2 separate regions of the Ovis aries genome follow, and region 1 is linked to region 2. A link is a contact called in public Hi-C data. All regions are on one chromosome and are shown on one strand. The core of a region is the stretch at or near the end of the contact, and the rest is flanking DNA. Distances in the headings are between cores, read along the strand shown. Region 1 overlaps C1H1orf226 (chromosome 1 C1orf226 homolog). Region 2 holds the start of C1H1orf226 (chromosome 1 C1orf226 homolog).

Region 1 (2,700 bases), core at 63-2,562, 160 kb after region 2:
AAGAGGGATTGCTAAATCATATAGTAGTTTTATTGAGGAAACTCCGTATTGTTCTACATAGTGGCTGCGCCAATTTCCATTCACACCAGCAGTGTACAAGGATTCTTTTTTCTCCATATCCTTGCCGACACTTCTCTTTTGTTTGCTTTTGATAATAGCCATCTGAACAGGTGTGAGATGATAGCTCATTGTGGTTTTGATTTCTATTTTCCTGTGATTAATGATGTTGAACACCTTTTTATGTGCCTGTTGGCTATTTGTAGGTCATCTTTGGAGATGTTAGTTAGGCCCTTTGCCCATTTTTTGTTGGGTTATTTCGTTTGCTATTTAATTGTAGAAGTTCCTTATATATTTTGGATATTAACCCCTTATCAGATGTATGGTTTGTAAATATTTTCTCCAATCCATAGATTGCCTTTTCATTTTGTTTGGGGGGGTGGGGGTGGGTTTCTTTTGCTGTTATGAGCTTTTTCACTTTGATATAGTTCATCTTGTTTATTTTTGCTTTTGTTGGCTAAACTTTTAGTATCATATCCAAAAATCATTGGCCAAAGCCAATGTCAAGAAATTTTTCCCTGTTTTCTTACAGGAGTTTAATAATTTCAAGTCTTATGTTTGTATTTAACCCATTTTCAGTTGATTTTTGTGTATGGGGTAAGATAAGGGTACCATTTCGTTCTTTTACATGTGGACATCCGGTTTTCCAAACACCATTTTTTGAAGAGACTGTCCTACCCACTCCAATATTCTTGGGCTTCCCTGGTGGCTCAGCTGGTAAAAGAATCTGCCTGCAGTGCAGGAGACCTAGGTTTGATCCCTGGGTTGGGAAGATCCCCTTGGAGAAGGGAACAGCTACCCACTCCAGTATTCTGGCCTGGAGAATTCCAAGGACTGTATAGTCCATGGGGTCACAAAGAGTCAGACACAACTGAGCAACTTTCACAATTTCACTTATCCTGTCCTTAGACTGTCCTTATATATGATTGGGACTTCTGTTGAAAATTAGTCGCCTGTATCCATGGGCTTATTTCTGGACTCTGTCTTCCACTTCATTGCTCTATGTATCTCTTTTTATGCCAGTACCATACTGTTTCTGATTACAGTAGTTTGGTAATATAGTTTGAAATCAAGAGTGTCTTGCCTCCAGCTTTGTTCTTTTTTCTCAAGATTGTTTGACTATTTGGATCTTTTGTAGTTCCATACAAATTTTAGAATTTTTTTTTTTCTATTTCTGTGAAAGAGGAGCTTCTGAACTCTCCCGGGAGTAATGCGGCAACGAAGGGGACAGGGTCGATGAGCTCAGCTGCGTGTGGCAATACCAGTTACTGGATGAGTCTAGAGACTGTCCCTTCAGAGTCTGTTCCATGACTAATTTACACACAAGTGACACTTAAGCTTATGATTCTTGCTCAATGTAACCATTTCTGACTCTCCTGAATAACATGGGTGCGACAGGAGTTGTGTCGAGGCAAAGCAGGTATGATAGGGCACTTTGAGGGGGAGCAGGGCAGGGCTGGCTGCCCACCTCCCCTGCCTGGAAGAGTCTAGGTACAGTTAGGTAGTCCTGGAAACCCTAACATGTTTCCTTCGAAAGGACATAAACTGATGATCATAGCTCCCTCTTGCTTTATTCTCCATACATGTTTGAATACCCTGGCAACTGTCATCCTTAGCCCTAGCTATAACAACCAACTGCACTTCCTGTCTCAGAGCCTTTCCTTCTCTAATAATTGGCTTTGTTCTGCTCCTTTAATCCAGTGGTAGGAGCTGGGAGCTGCCTGCTTAGGAATTTTTGCATTAAGAGAGGAGACTCTCCCATTCATCCTCTGCAGGCTTTTTGCTGACAGGTTGCTATAGCTGGAGTTGCCCAATCCAAGAAGCAGAGACCTTTCACCTTCACCTGGGTGCTGTGTTTTTGAAAGAGGGATGTGCCCACACCTCTACTGGTCCCCTACTTCTGGTCCTGACTGTTGAGTTCAGTTGACATTCACTTGCCCAATCCAGTGCCACCTGACCGAATTGTTTTTCATTTCTCCTCTGCGTGAATTATGAGCTTTCTTGACTTTGGTCAGGCTGCCTGGAGTCAGTCCCAGCCTGAGCAGGTGCTGTGCCAACTTCCCTGGCGTGTGCCTGTGCCAGTGCATTTTCCCATTGACCCCTAGCTCTCCCTTGGAAATACCAAGCCTAGAGCTCTGGAGAAGGAGCTGCCACTTGTGTAGTTCTGAAAGCCTGCCTTTGTCCTGAGGAATGCCTGTCGCAATGAAGCCTGATAAATAGCCAGCTCCTTTCTCCTGTAAATTAAAATGAAAGAACCTTGCCTGCTAGAAGTTACTTTACTTGTCTCTTCTCATCTTCTTTATTCAAGCCTATTTAATGAATATCTATTTAAGATCTAAACTTTGCACTGTGCCAGGCACTATAAAAGGGTACATAGAAATTGTGGTCCTTGCTCTTTAGGACCTAAGGCCTCTTGGTGGACACAGACATGTGTACCTGAAACCATTAAGGAATATATAAAATGGACGTCAGTGACACGCCAAGTGTATGAGTTGCCTTCTCTGGTTGCCATGTGGGACCATAACTTCCTTTTCCCCATGTCTTCAAGAGATATGCTTTTATCAGTCCCTTTAACATTTCTTTTTTGGTTCCCTTGCTTATTTATTCATTCATTTATTCACCCATCCATTCAGTGAACACTAA
Region 2 (2,700 bases), core at 26-2,525:
AGAAGGTATATGATTAATTTGTTTTAGTCATCAGCTTGCTTTCATATAAGGAGATATCCCAGAAGAGGCTACATCTTGACCAGTAATTTCAGCAGGTAGGGATCAGGCAACATATAGCAAAGAGCAATTGTACTTCAGCACTATGGGGCAAAATAAGAAATAGATTTATGACAATAATGTGTTCTCTTATATAAATGTATCACAGAAATATTATAGGAAGACATGCCTCTTGGAAGTAATTTTATTGTGATGCTTTTGGGGCCTTGACTATACAACAATAGTGTCTGTATGTCAAGTTGTCCCGGGTGGATGTGTCCACAAGGTATTAGTAGGTTTAAATTGAATTCAGCAGAGTTGCTGACCATTGGCTCTCAGTGATCTCAGGTTGGGCTAGCTTTGGCACCAGACTATCCGGTTACTTTTGACTCGCGGGTAGTATTAACCCATGTTCCTCTACCCATGGGGTCTGATACATAATTGGTCACTAACTATCCCTTTGCCCCGCCCTTCCTTTGCACATTTTTGCATGGCAAAAAAAACCTCTTGGTGTAAAGGAGAAAAGTGAATGGGTCTCTTCTTAACAATAAGCAAATTGAACTGAAGCACTTCCTAAGATAGGAAGAGTACTAACTTGGAAGCCCATTTTGTCTACAACCAGCTTTAGGTTGTTTAAGAAAATGGAAACGTTGTGGGCTCTTTTGTCCTTAGTACGCTTCATCGGCCTATTCCATTTCCATGAGGCTTATGGTTTTAACATTAACACTAAAACCACCCCCAAAGGCATCCCCACAACCCTCCAATAATACAAGTCACAAAACAGCTCAAAGGAACGAACACAAAGCACCTGCGATCGTCCTCCATTTGGGTGCAGTCTTGATTCTCCAAAGAAAGGAAACTCTCAGAATTAATGGTCTGAATACACACGGGCCAGGACTTGGGCCTTCCTGGTAAAACATTAAAAACAAAACAATAAACACCAGCCCCTCCCCCCTCCAAAAACAAAAACAGAAAACCCAAGGCGCCGCCGCTGCTAACTATTAGGAGCCTGGCTCAGACTCTGACTGTAAAAAACAAAAACAGGACTGAGCCTGCGTTCCTGGGACACCGGCTGTCCAGGGTCAGGGCGAAGTTCCCGGGGTCCAGCCCGGGGACGCGGGCAGAGCCGGGCGCCACGCTCCCGGGGACTTTCACCTGCTCCGCGGGCAGCGCGGGGGCGGGCCCGGCGGCGGGCGGAGCCTGGGCGCCCTGCGGGAGGAGCCGGCCCGGGCCCGCCCCGCAGGAGGAGTCGCTCGCCGGCGGCTGATCCGGCGTCTCCGTGACAGGCACCCAGCTCCGCCGCCGCCGCCGCCTTTTCTTCCTCGTCCCGGGCTGTCCGCGCCTCTGTTCCCGGGCCAGCGCCGCGCCCAGTCCCAGCGCGGGCCGCGCGCCCACCGCTCCCCTCCCCCGGCCTGGGCGCCGCGCTGCCCGCTCCCACCGCCGCCCCCGCCGCCTTCCTCGCCGGCAGGAATTGCGCGGCCACAGCGCCGCTCGCGTCGCCCGCATCCGTGCCGCCCGGCCCTCGGCGTCTCTCCGAGTCCCGGCTTCCACGGCCGCCGCGCGGCCGGGGCGCCTCCAACCCGGCGACCCTCCGCTTGCGCCCCCTCCGCGCGCCGCCGCCCCCGGCTCCCGCCTCCCCTCCCAGCGGTCTCGCCAGCTCCTTCCTGCCTCCACCGCCTCCGGAGGAGCCGGTCCACCGCGGGTCACCATGCCCAGCAAAACCAAGTACAACCTTGTGGACGATGGTCACGACCTGCGGATCCCCTTGCACAACGAGGACGCCTTCCAGCACGGCATCTGCTTCGAGGCCAAGGTGAGGGGCCCCGGGGAAGGGACTGTCCCGGAGGGGGCATGTCTGAGCGGATGGGATGCGCAGCCATCCCGGACGCAGAGCTGGTGGTGGGTTAGGCTGATTTGGGGGCCTTTCTGTTAGGGAGGATGACTCCCCTTCTCTGTATAGAATTCCGCGGGTTCCTGCCCAGAACTGCTACAGAGTAACTGCAAAGTTTGAGCGGTATTGCTTCATCCCCCTCCTCCCACCTGCAAACTGCCCCCTCCTTACCCACCCAGGACTCACTGAGTTACTTCCCTGATCCCTCCTTCTGAGAAGAAGCCAGTCGGGGAGCGTAGCCTGCACTTGGTTCTTTAGAATCGCTTTAGGGAAGCTTTGGTGTCATTTACCTGTTGGGATCCCGTGGGAGAGGTGCTTTCAGAAAGGTCTTTTATAAGGGGAATACCTGCTTCCTGATTGAAGAAAATAATACAGGGGTGGGTTTGTTTTTAGATTCCTGGTAACCCCAGCCAGGTGTCAGAGTCACTTCCTAAATGCCTTATTAGCCACGACTCCTTTGCAAGTGCCAGTCATTGAAGGGGGAGGTGTGGTGAAAGCTGCCCGGTTGCTAGTTTTGTGGCGTAATGTGAAGTTTCAGCATCTAGTAGGGGACTGCGGCTGAAGAATTTATCGGTGAGGGCGGGGGGAGGCGGGCGCGGCAACAGGAATTTTCAGCTCGGAGCCCCAGGTCCGTCCTTGGGAGAGGGGGTGGGGCGGAAGCCTCTGAACTGCACCATCAGGTGTGAATAAGGCTGCCCCCCTGTCATGCGCTTCCCAGAGTGAGGAGTTCTGGTTTCTGAGATTGCAGCCGGGGTTCCTGCCCATCACAAGGG

What was found. Hi-C and Micro-C count contacts between places; a contact is called where the count stands out from the background.
Region 1: a contact with region 2 is called in a Hi-C map of liver, with 9 times the contacts expected there. The contact joins the enhancer-like site here to the promoter of C1H1orf226 in region 2. A contact is called at or near these places in 2 of 16 Hi-C or Micro-C datasets (hypothalamus and liver).

Annotation. Positions count from the first base shown.
Region 1 is chr1:113,702,904-113,705,603 of ARS-UI_Ramb_v3.0, forward strand. All of the region lies in intron 2 of C1H1orf226 (chromosome 1 C1orf226 homolog), which reads left to right. Among named protein-coding and RNA genes, the nearest start is that of C1H1orf226, 160 kb to the left of the region's middle. Within about 2 kb of position 1,313, at least 11 of the 54 cell types and tissues checked have an H3K27ac peak or open chromatin away from gene starts, as enhancers often do. A contact at or near this core is called in liver, where this site is marked.
Region 2 is chr1:113,541,307-113,544,006 of ARS-UI_Ramb_v3.0, forward strand. C1H1orf226 (chromosome 1 C1orf226 homolog) reads left to right here and starts at 1,276. Exons shown (of 12, transcript XM_012185108.5): 1 at 1,276-1,849. The coding sequence starts at 1,745.